Regions from separate parts of the Mus musculus genome. Here regions 1 and 2 are each linked to region 3. Evidence: chromatin contacts called from public Hi-C and HiChIP or PLAC-seq data. All regions are on one chromosome and are shown on one strand. Each heading gives the region's core, a stretch centred on a gene start, on an enhancer-like site or on the middle of the called end of the contact. The rest is flanking DNA. Distances are from core to core; before and after follow the strand shown. Region 1 overlaps Cradd (CASP2 and RIPK1 domain containing adaptor with death domain). Region 2 overlaps Cradd (CASP2 and RIPK1 domain containing adaptor with death domain). Region 3 overlaps 2310039L15Rik (RIKEN cDNA 2310039L15 gene).

Region 1 (3,699 bases), core at 802-3,301, 180 kb before region 3:
CATGTGGCAGTGAGCTCCAGAGAGTAGGGCTTGTGTCTTTGTTGGTCGGCTTTAATGTCCTCAATTAACAGAGATGAGATTAGCCTCTCAGCCGCATTAGCTTTTCCGGAAAGATCTGAGCAAATGTCTGTGTGCCTCAGAGAGGGCTTCTGAAGATGACAGACCAAAGAAACCACTCCACCCAAATCTGGACTGGTACAAGAATGAGTTTTACTAGGACTACTTGTGAGGACAATGGTGAGAAGTCACAGGGACACTTACAGGTGACAACTATACTGCCAGTCTCTCCCTCCGGCAACTGTCAATTGCGCATACACCCTCAGGAAGCAGAGGGGCTGTGTGCAACTTCTGTGTTGACTGTCCCTCCCCTAACATTCTCTTGAAGAAAAGAAACACAGCGGTAATTAGATGTAGTACAGTGGAGAGGACATCTTGGGGCAAGGGACAAAACTCAGAATGCAGACATGCTAAGCTTTGTGAGGATGCAAGGTGCACAGTGCAGGCAGTGAACAATAGTTTGCTCGGATTGGTTCTGGGTGGGGTGGGGTTATGGGTGTGTCAAGCAAGAACTGCAATGCCAGCGAACTTCTTGATGGGGAAAGCAGTTGGTAGACTTAGAAGCTGAGTGCCTTCAATCTCTTTAAAGGTGCTGCCAAAACGATAGCTCTTGCAAGTGTGCTCTAAGAGCAAAGGATGTTGTAAAGGCCTTTGGCATTGGAACAAGTGCTATGTGTTAAGGCAAGGAAGCCAAGTGTTAAAGAGCCTTACAGGGCAATCCTGCTCCAGCTGCAGAAGGGATGTGCGGGCGGGCTTAACTAAGAAACTGACGGCAGAGCAGAGCAAAGCTGACTGACTGCGGGGAGTACAAGGAGACTCTTGCTTCTCCTCATCTTATCTATTGTTAGGTTTTTGAAAGGACACAATGGACACGCACTTTATTTGCACTGAGAGAATTTAATAGAAGTTACACATTTTAAAATGTTGAAAGAAGCAGTCATGTACAGGTGATCCTCCTGCTTCAGTCTCTTAGATGGGATGACAAACACGTACACCTGTCTGGCTAACACTATGTGCAGTTAATGAAAGGCTGGACAACCCATGACGCCCCTCGGGAACTCACCGCCTTCAGCCATTCAGGCCTCAAGAGAAACACTGAGCCCTCTTGTCTCTGATCCAATGCCTTTAACAAATGGACAGAGACTCCTCATACAATTTGTTAAGATGAAGGTCTTCCGTTCTCTCCCTGGCCTCTGCAGGGAGCTTCGGTGTCTCATGCTTAATCTATACATCCTGCCTGAGTTATTTATCTCCGTCGTCACATGACTGCTATCAATCTTGCTCCACTCCCATATTTTTACACCCTCCGTCTATGCAACAGAAGAGTGGTGTGTGTGTGTGTATGTGTGTGTGTGTGTGTGTGTGTGTGTGTGATATAATACTCTCTCATTGAAAGAGGCACATTCTATATCACAATTTGCTTTTTTATTATCATCACCATTATGAAGAGCTAAATGCACAATCCAGTCTCCAGGCAACACAAGTGTAGCTGCCTTGTATGCAGGACACCTGCATTCGATGCTGTAGCATGATTTTTTGGGGGGTTGGGTAGGGTGGGTGTTGTGTTTTTTCTGGCCTCCTGTTAAAGGCCAGCCACAAAGTTCCAAACCATAGTTACAACAGCGCAGTCTTCAAGCAATTAAAGCCAATCGATGGTTGAGTGAGTGGTGGACGATCTCTTTCCGTAAACAGATCACTGAAAAGCCCAGAACAAAGCCACCTGCTGAGAAAAGTCCGGTTCAGCCAGTGTGACTTGGGAACCCACGCCCCACCACCCCCACAGCAAGTGGGGGGGGGGCGCGGGGGGGGGTCAGGTCACTCCAGCATGTGCTGGAGCAGGGAGGGATCAGCCTCCACTGCCTGGAGGCCCTTGTGTAAGCTTAGGAAGGTGGCCTGCTTCCCAAAACGCTGGCGCCAGCGGACAAAGGCCTCCACCACCTGCGAATGCACGTTGTGGGGATGGTTGGCCTTGCAGCGGTAGATGTCGGTCTGGGACAGTCCCAGAGACAGGACCACGGGCTCCCACTCCGGGCCTAGCCTCTGAGCCAGCTGGTTAATCTGCTGGTCTGATGGCGAGCTGCTGAGGATGTGTGAGGGGATTCCGGCCATCCAGTCACCTGAGGAGGAAAAGAACAGGAAATTGAATAAAGCAAGCACCTCATATAGGGAAGACTTGAGAATGGGGCGGGGCAGATAGGCGACTATTTCCGGTCTTTTTGTACTGCTCAGTTTCGTGGGCTGAACCGTGCGTGCCGCTGAAACCGCCCCCCCCTTCAGTTTTTTTTTTTTAATTAAATGTTTTCTTCATTTACATTTCAAATGCTATCCCCTTTCCTAGTTTCCTCTCCGAAAATCCCCTATCCCCTACTCCCTACCCCTGCTCCCCAACCCACCCACTCCTGCTTCCTGGCCCTGGCATTCCTCTATACTGGGGCATAGAATCTTCACAAGACCAAGGGCCTCTCCTCCCTTTGATGACCAACTAGGCCATCCGCTTAGCATCTCTTAAAAGTGTTCACTGCAGAAGATCTAAGAAGAAAAATCCATGGATAGTTGCTTAATTCTGCCTCCTTGTGTATATAGACAGACAAACATGTATCATGCTCACGGACACACTATTTTGTCACAAGGTTTTTTTTGTTTTTGTTTTTTAAACTCCTGTCTCTTTTTGTCAGAAATCTTATCAAGAGCTCTGGCTGAAAACCACTCCCCTCAATACCAGCCTGGGGGCCAGCAGTGTGCTGCTCCAAGCTGTGAGTGCTGCTCCCCTTGAAGGGTCGTGGGGAGGGGCTCGAGGCCAAACTGACAGCTTCTCTCTCCTGGCAGCCTCAATATAAAACATCGCCCAGAATAGAAGGTACAGAAGCAGGAAGCCAGAGCATCCCCTCTCCCTGAGGAAAAAAACAAGCCATAGAGGCAAGATGTGATGGGAGAAGAGACTAGAAGCCATTCGAGCTGTCTCACCATCCCAGCCAAGCCTACAGCGTAGGAGTAGGTGCTGGGGAGAGCTTGACCTTACACTTGCTAAACAGGATTCTGAAGAGTGCCAGTGTGTGTGTGGCTGTAACTGTGCCACTGTACAGACACTGACATTCTACGGGGGGCGGGGAGGGGGACCTCTAACTGGATGTGAGCCATGGAGCGAAGAAGCTAAAGCTAGCTCCTGAAAAGAGAATGCTGGGTAAAGAGGGTGGTCCAGCCCCTCCTAAGGGAACCGCATATGCAAAGGTGGAGGAACTGGAGTGTGCCAGAGACAGAGGCCAAGGGAAGTTTGAGAGGGACTCTAAGCATCCAAGATGACCGCAGCGGTGCTAAGGGTGAGGCGCGGTCATATGTGCCACAGCATCTGTATGACACTTGCTGGCCAGCTGCATCACAGTTTACTTAGCGTACTCCACAGTCACCAGCCCCTGCTTCATTTTCCGATTCAACGAGAAGATAAAAGACCCTGCAAGAAGAGCTGTGGGTCCCACAGCCCTTGTCTCCGACTCCAGAACCGTCAGCTGCCAAGACTCTAGAGCAGTGTCGAAGACCATTTCAGTATTTGTCAGTTCTGCAACTTAAAAAGGACCATGAGGCAATCTGAATAATGAAGATGTTACTGCTGTCCAATAAATCAACAGCAACGATTTTATGAAATCA
Region 2 (3,862 bases), core at 1,252-3,751, 140 kb before region 3:
GGTCCCTGAATTCTGTATTTTATCTTGAGTGACACCAGGCTACCCCCCTTGAGTCTTTCACTGTGACACCAGGCTACCCCTCCGGCAGTCCGTTCTTCAAATAGGAACTATTCTCTAAGCTTTTCCAGGGAAGCATAGAGTGAGAAATGTTTTGAAAAACTGTGCCAACTTACATGTGGTTAGCAGCATCTTAGGATTCTCATGAGTATTTCTAATCTAAAATTAAACTTCTTATCAGAATCTCAAACTATTACAAATTAACGCAGAGAAACAAAGATAAGTGAAGAAATTCAACCAGTCTGAGTGAAAGTCTCATTTGTTTCTGAAGTTAGCCTTGAGACAGAAAAAACTACCAGCATTACTTTCCTCTCTCTTTCTATTTTGAAATAACATAATATTAATTTTTATTATTAATATAAAATAACAATAGAATTACAAGAAAATACTATAGTCTAATAAATGTATTCATTGAATATCACCTCACATACTTATAGTTTTGTGGTGTTAACATTTGAAGTCTGTTCTCTGAAGTTTTAAAATAAATGTTGCATTGTTAACTATTAAACACCATGCTGTGTCCTCTTGTCTCTCAGAAACTTTGTATCGTTGGACCAGTATCTTCCCAGCATAGCCCTCTTCCTGGCCCCCAGTATCCACCATTCTACTCTGGCTTCTATGATCTCTATTTCACATATTAGCGGAATCATGAGACAGTCATCTTTCTGTGCCTGGCTTACATCTCTTAACAATGTGTGTATGTGCATCCTTTATCCATTCATCTGACAGTCTCTAAAGTCAGTTTCATCTCTTGGCTATTCAGAATGACACTGTGAATGCAGACATCTGCTCAACCCACCTATTTCATTTCCCAATAGTGGGGCCACATTGTTTTAGTTTTCGGAGGATTTCCATATTAGTTTCCATAACGACGAAAATCTATTCATATAACATTGTATTTTATAAGTCCTCTCCAAAAAGTTCCTATGGTAGCTGGGATCCCCATGTTTGAATAAAGACAGAGATGGGGGAGGAGGAGGAGGAGGAGGAGGAGGAGGAGGAAGTGGCGGAAGAGGAAAGCTATGATCAGTTATTTGTAGGACTAGTGAGGGTGTGTGCATGAATGTACATAGAATGTATTCAATGCTTTTTATTTGAGGAGCTGCTGATAATAATTACTGTTAATTGACCTCTTTCCATTCAGGATATCATTCTTATCATAAGAAATTCACTTCTAGCCAAAATTTGGAACCTAAGAGCCAATATGGTCAGGGTAAAGTTAAAGATAGTGACTAAGCCTGACAAACCACATTGCTTTTTCAAACTTCAAGTACTTTGATTTTTTTCTGGCACAAGTATCTCTTGACTAAAAGACAGTTGGTGAACTAAACCACAGATTTCATTTTTCTGAATAACTAGAAAAAGAATGGGTGAAGCCCTCACTATTTCCAAAGAAGCAGAGACTCGAAGTCAGGATATGGTAGCATGAAATTCCAGATGAGCCAAAGTGAACCCCCACACAGTATTTAGGCCACGCCTGGCGGAGCTGTACTTCGAGCTGACCTCTTTGCTTCTGGGAGATGAGGAGGAGACAGGAGTGCCATTGGTTCCTGGGAGGGATCCTGCGCACTGTCTAACCAGAGGAGCTCTACAGGAGCCGCAGTCGTAAAGTGTTCCTCAAATGGGCTACAACTCTGTGGCCTTGGGTCAGCTTCCACAACATCCTTCGCTCGGGCAGCATCCATCTCCAGCTGCTTATGACTCTTCAAAGAAAACTCCAGTAGAGGGCAGAGCCACAGAGCGGTGGGGGAGACAGGAAGCGGCGCAGGCTCAGGCTCAGGGTGTTCCTTCCAAACAGTTCCGACTACTTTTATTTACTGTAAGATCTCTACTTAGAAAGCCCCACACGGGATTTGTGAAAGAGATAACAATAACAACAACAACGACGACGACAACGACAATATAATAACTTGGACTATCTTGGCTTTGTCTTTCTACAGTATTATTTTCTATAAACATCTCTCCTACAAAATTCCTTCCTGTCTAGAATGCTGAAGATACAGAGTTTTAGCCAAGTTCACCGAGGCATCTGACATAATGTGGGCAATCCAATGCTGTTTTCCAGCTGGGAGCTAGCAAGGACACGAGGTAATCCACGGAGCTCCTCTGACCAGCTCAGGCTGGCCTCTCAGTCTCCCTCCTCCCTCCCACCGACCTCCATCCTTATCCCTAGGAACTGGTGGTATACTTTAAAGTTTAAAACCTTTTTTTTTTAAAGTAAAATGTGTACTTGATATTTTAATTTTGGCTGTGTGCCTTAGTCATTTTCTATAATTTCCCAAGCCAATCAGTTCTTTCTGTCTCAAATTACCAACAAGTAACCGGCCTCACCCATTTTCCAATTCTTTCTGACTAGCGTAGGGCCTGCTGTATCGAGGCTGCGCACACTCAGTGAGTCTGGGGAAAGCAGTGCTGGCCTTGGCCTGAGCAGGCACCTCGCACTTTCTAGCTGACTCTAGTGACAAGCCAGCGACTCTGAAAACAAATGACCACGCCAGGCATTGCTCAGCTTCGGCTTGGAGGGAACACGCAGCTTCCTGGAAAAGTACTGAGGCACTTCTGGGAAGAAAGGACACTCTCTGTTGACACAGGGATTGGACAACAGGGGCTGGGTAGAAAAATAAAAAGGAATGGCCACCGTGGTCTCTGACATACAAGGAAGCCACAGAAGGAAGGAGTGGAGAGCCGTGGCCTCCGCTGTGAAGGGAGGCTGCAGGAAAGCGAGTCTTCAGTCTCATGGGGTCAATGACAAGGCCCAGTTCCCATGGTTCTCAGTGTCCTCACATGTCCTGCCTCCTCTGACTCCACACACGATGCTGAGAGTAAAACAATGTCCTTATTTTCTCAGGTTGCCGTCAGTGTGACGAGACACAGTGAGGAGGAAAGGCCCGTTTCACCTTTCGGTTCTCAGGATACTTTCATCACTGAGGGAAGCCAGGGCAGGGACTCTAGGTAGGAACCTAGAGGCAGGAACTGAAGCAGAGGTCAGAAAGGAATCCGGCTTACTGGCTTGCCCAGGACCACCTGCCCAGGGGTGTCACCACCCATAGTCACCTGGGCCCTCCCACATCAACCATTAATCAAGAAAATGACCCACGGACTTTCCCACAGGTTAATCTGATAGAGGCATTTTCTCTTTCTTTCTTTCTTTCTTTCTTTCTTTCTTTCTTCTTCTTCTTTTTTTTTTTTTTTTTTTTTTGGGTTTCTCGAGACAGGGTTTCTCGAGACAGGGTTTCTCTGTATAGCCCTGGCTGTCCTGGAACTCACTTTGTAGACCAGGCTGGCCTTAAACTCAGAAATCCTCCTGCCTTTGCCTCCCGAGTGCTGGGATTAAAGGTGTGCGCCACCATGCGCGGCTGGAGGCATTTTCTTAATCTGGGTTTCCCTTCCCAGATAACTCTGGCTTGCAATGAGTGACCAATATAAATCAAAACAAAACAACAACAACAACAACAAGTCCACCGTGGACGGTGAGAACTCTGGTTTCAGACAAGTCATGTGACTGCAGTGAGCAACTTGAGCCCAGAAAGCCTTATCTCTTTGAGATCTAGCCCGCCAGTCAAGGAACCAATAAGCTGAGGAAAATAGAGATCACATAGTGGGCCATTTATAGCTAGGGGCGACTCACATTCAGGACCTGCTGGAGTGGACACAGTTTTTATTTTCAATTTGATGTTAAAGAAAATGAAAATCAGATAACAGAGTCATCTTAGTTACTTGCAGGACTAGCAGAGCACATCCCACTTATACTTGTGAGATGTAGCCTCATTACTCCTAACAACGCTAAGCTTAACAAATACACATT
Region 3 (3,546 bases), core at 862-3,361:
TATTTCGGGGATTGGCATCTGGAAGGGAACTTTTAGAAATGAACAGCCACTCAGGGACTCTGGAAAGCACTTAAATTTCTGGTTTTCAGGAATCTTTATCCTGGGGCCTCGTTCTTGGCCGCTGATAAGAGTCTTTTCTGGACCATACAAGAGAGACATGTTGATCACCTGCCAGGCTAGAGGGTATTAGGAGGGTCAAGAGAACCCCACCAGAGGTAGTCAATTCAATCTTAGACCAATAGTTCAAAGGCCAAGAAAAGTTGGGTTTCTTGGGCCAGATCCGTTTCCCTCCTTTTCTCCGACTAAATACGAAAGCAGACAAAGAGGAAGAAAAGGAAAGGATGACTTTTTGCTGGTCTGGTTCTCCTGCTTTTCGTGAAGGCCTTCCCCCAAGGCTGACAGACGCACATCTCTAGGTAGCTGGTGTCCGTGGTGCGCCTGGTAGAAGGCATCAAAGTCGAACAGAATGCCATGGTCTCAAGGAGAGCCACCCTGAGCCTGAGGCATATAAGGAGGAGGGCAGGGGCAGATTAGGATAGACCACAGGCATCTTAGAGAGCCTGACACCGGGTCCGCGCAGACCTCGGTCATACTTGCTACGGACGGAGGATGGTTCTGCCCAGAATTGATAAGCGTCGGGTATGAGAGTGGAGGGGACACCCCAGCAGCTCATAGAGGGCGGTGCGGGAGTAAGTTCTCACTCGCCAGGACAAGCTCGCGGCCGAACTTTGAGGTAACCCCCAACCTGCCACAATTTCCTTAGCGGTGACAGCGGTCACCAGGTTGTGCGAGGCCAAATTACTTAAGGAAGGAAAAAAAAAAAAAAAAAGAAGGGTATAACACTAGAATTACCTCAGCCCTCAAGAGGCCCTCAGGCAAACGTCATCACAGTGATGGCACAAGGTGAAGAAAAAAAAATCACACGGCAAGACAGAAAGCCAGAGGAAGGGGCTTCTGCTTAGGAGGATCTTCTCTGGTTACCGCTCCCAGCCTACATCCTCTTGGGGAACACACTGCAACCATATCCAAACCTTAGGAGTCATTTTGAACATCTATGATCTTTGCAGGTGAAAAACTGTTGCTTTTCAAAGGAAGCATATTTAGATTGTGTTAAGAGTATGGCACAAAGATTTAACCCTAAGTATGAGCCGCCGTTCTCTGAAGGTGTACAGAGCTGAGTCCTGAAATCAGCCAGGAATACTTCACCGCTGAGGGGAAGGTACCACTTCCGGCAGGCAGAAAGGGATACATACACAAAACAAGCACACTTGGGGGGGGGGGGGGACAGGCTTCTGTTTTGTTTGTCATACATGGTACTTTCCTGCACCACCATGCAAACAACCAAAGGGTATTGCAAATCGCTCCACCATGGCTCAACTTCATGGTGGGATAAAAGGGACACATTCAATGGGAAGTGTGCTACCTTTTTCAAAATTTGTTCTTTTTTTCAAAATTTGTTCTTTTCCTTGGCCAGCAATGTGGGGTATAAAAGCATCCTGGGGTCTCTTGGTGACAGGAAAGCATGCTATCACAGAAGTCAGCAACCAGTACTCCAGAATTTTGTGTTACCAAACTATGATGTTCCGTAGTAGGTTTGGGGGTATTAATTTATCCAGACCCATTAAGAGATATATACTACCTACTTCCACGATCCATTTGCCTTACTTCAGTCACATAGCTCTTCATCGATGCAAAAAACGACTAGGAGGGGCTGGTGAGGTGGCTCAGTGGTTAAGAGTATGGACTGATCTTGCAGAAGACCCGAGTTCAATTCCCAGCACCCGCACCAGATGGCTCCCAACCATCTGGGTCTCCAGCTCTAGGGAGATACTCTATCTCTGGCCTCAGAAGGCACCTGCACTCACGTGCACGTGGAGACACACTTAATATAAAAATAAGATCTCTTTTTTTTAAATGACTAGAAAATCATTTTAAAAGTACTTCTCTTAGCTTTCGAGATCACAAGATAATTACATCATATACCAATAGTCCTCCTTCCCAAATGCATGCATTTGTCTGATGGTTTCAGGGCTGGTCCTGGACAAGCAGTCAGCGCGCTCCTCCCTGGAGAAGGCTCTCTCTCTGCCTCTCGGCTCTCTCTGCTCTCCTCCCTTGTCTGTAGCTCTTTGTGTAGCGATGAGGCTTTCCCTGTCTACATTAGCATTTCCATTGCTGTCCTTGTTTCAGTTCTGGTTAAAATCCCGTAGGTGAGTCTCTGTGGGTGTAGTGTCTACCTAAGGCCAGGAAACCTTAGCTTCCTTGTGTGCACACATGAGTAAGAACTAAAGCCTGAACTCCAGAAGGAACTGTTGTTAGGAGAAGAAATTCATGAGACTTGGTTAGTGGGATCCGGTGGCTTTGCTATCTCGTGGACATTTCTAGTCTTTAGAACCCCTAAAAGAGACTAGGAAGTGAATTTTTTAAAAAAGGTTTCATAGCATTTTCATAATCTCATTTAATTCTTACATTACTCCCATGAGGCTTCTCTTAATACTTTTATTCTCATTTGTCCAAGTCCCCAGGCAGCAAGAGGAGTCACGGCTGGAATGGTACCTTCCAGATTCCAAAACTGGCTTCTCTTTCCACACCATTATATTCAGTAACCTCTGTGAGGGAGATTAAAGTCCTGACCCCTGGTGTGTGTGGTTTGATTTGATTGATTGCTTTCTGGAATAAGAGAGAAGAACACTGTGAAACCAGCAGTTCTTAGAAAGAACTCCAGAGGAGGGGGAGGGGAGAGGAGGGGAGGGCTGAGAGGGAGGAGAAAGGAGGGGATGGGGAGGGGAATGAGGGAAGGGAGGGGAGAGAAAGGTAAGGAAGGGAGAGGAAGACAGGAGGGAAGGGAAGGGGAGGGAGGGAAGGGAAGGGAGGGGAAGAGAAAGGGGAGGGATGAAAGGGAGGGAAGGGTGGGAAATAGGAGGGAGGGGAGGGAGGGAAGGGAGAAGAAGGGATGAAAGGGGGGAGGGGAGGAAAGGGAAGGGAAGGGAGGGAGGGGAAGGAGAGGGGAGGGGAGGGAAGGAAAGGGGAGGGGAGGGAGGGGAAGGATAGGGGAGGGGAGGGGAGGGGAGGGGAGGGGAGGGGAGGGGAGGAGGAGCGAAGGAACATCCAAGTACACCTAACATTTCTTCTTCCTTTGGCTTTTGCTGACCTTGTAGTTGGGATTAAGAAAATCTGGGCCCGGCATGGTCACTCAGCTCCTGTAATCCCAGGGTTTGGGAAGAGAAAGTAGGACTAGCATCTCAAGGACAACCTGGGCTACATAGGGAGTTTGAGACTAGCTTGAGCTATATGAGATCCTGCCTCAAAACAGCAACAAAAAGCTGGGGTGGTGGTACACACCTGTAATCCTGGAATTTGGGGAGTAGAGGTAGGTTAATCAGGAATTTGAGGGCAACCTTGACTACTTAGAGTTGCAGGTTATCTTAGTTATGAAAACTCAGCAGAGAGAGAGAAAGAGAGAGAGAGAGAGAGAGAGAGAGAGAGAGAGAGAGAGAGAGAGAGAGCCAAGGAAAGCCAGAGTGGGAACCCCTCTGTGTGGACCTGCAT

The links. A called contact is a pair of places that touch in the nucleus more often than the background predicts. HiChIP or PLAC-seq counts read pairs in DNA pulled down with a chosen protein or histone mark.
Region 1: a contact with region 3 is called in a Hi-C map of embryonic stem cells, with 2.8 times the contacts expected there. The contact joins two enhancer-like sites. A contact is called at or near these places in 8 of 484 Hi-C or Micro-C datasets (the N1E-115 cell line, bone marrow-derived macrophages, embryonic stem cells and 1 more) and 1 of 9 other capture datasets (embryonic stem cells).
Region 2: a contact with region 3 is called in an H3K27ac HiChIP or PLAC-seq map of embryonic stem cells, with 10 read pairs. The contact joins two enhancer-like sites. A contact is called at or near these places in 2 of 484 Hi-C or Micro-C datasets (bone marrow-derived macrophages and embryonic stem cells) and 1 of 115 datasets of contacts at active chromatin or transcription factors (embryonic stem cells).

Annotation. Positions count from the first base shown.
Region 1 is chr10:95,173,805-95,177,503 of GRCm38.p6, forward strand. It overlaps Cradd (CASP2 and RIPK1 domain containing adaptor with death domain), which reads right to left. Exons shown (of 3, transcript NM_001330138.1): 3 at 935-2,174. The coding sequence ends at 1,873. Among named protein-coding and RNA genes, the nearest start is that of Gm29684, 30 kb to the left of the region's middle. Within about 2 kb of position 2,052, at least 26 of the 459 cell types and tissues checked have an H3K27ac peak or open chromatin away from gene starts, as enhancers often do. A contact at or near this core is called in embryonic stem cells, where this site is marked.
Region 2 is chr10:95,216,365-95,220,226 of GRCm38.p6, forward strand. The region is part of intron 2 of Cradd (CASP2 and RIPK1 domain containing adaptor with death domain); the gene reads right to left. Among named protein-coding and RNA genes, the nearest start is that of Gm29684, 72 kb to the left of the region's middle. Within about 2 kb of position 2,502, at least 52 of the 459 cell types and tissues checked have an H3K27ac peak or open chromatin away from gene starts, as enhancers often do. A contact at or near this core is called in embryonic stem cells, where this site is marked.
Region 3 is chr10:95,352,125-95,355,670 of GRCm38.p6, forward strand. The region is part of intron 1 of 2310039L15Rik (RIKEN cDNA 2310039L15 gene); the gene reads left to right. Among named protein-coding and RNA genes, the nearest start is that of 2310039L15Rik, 18 kb to the left of the region's middle. Within about 2 kb of position 2,112, at least 17 of the 459 cell types and tissues checked have an H3K27ac peak or open chromatin away from gene starts, as enhancers often do. A contact at or near this core is called in embryonic stem cells, where this site is marked.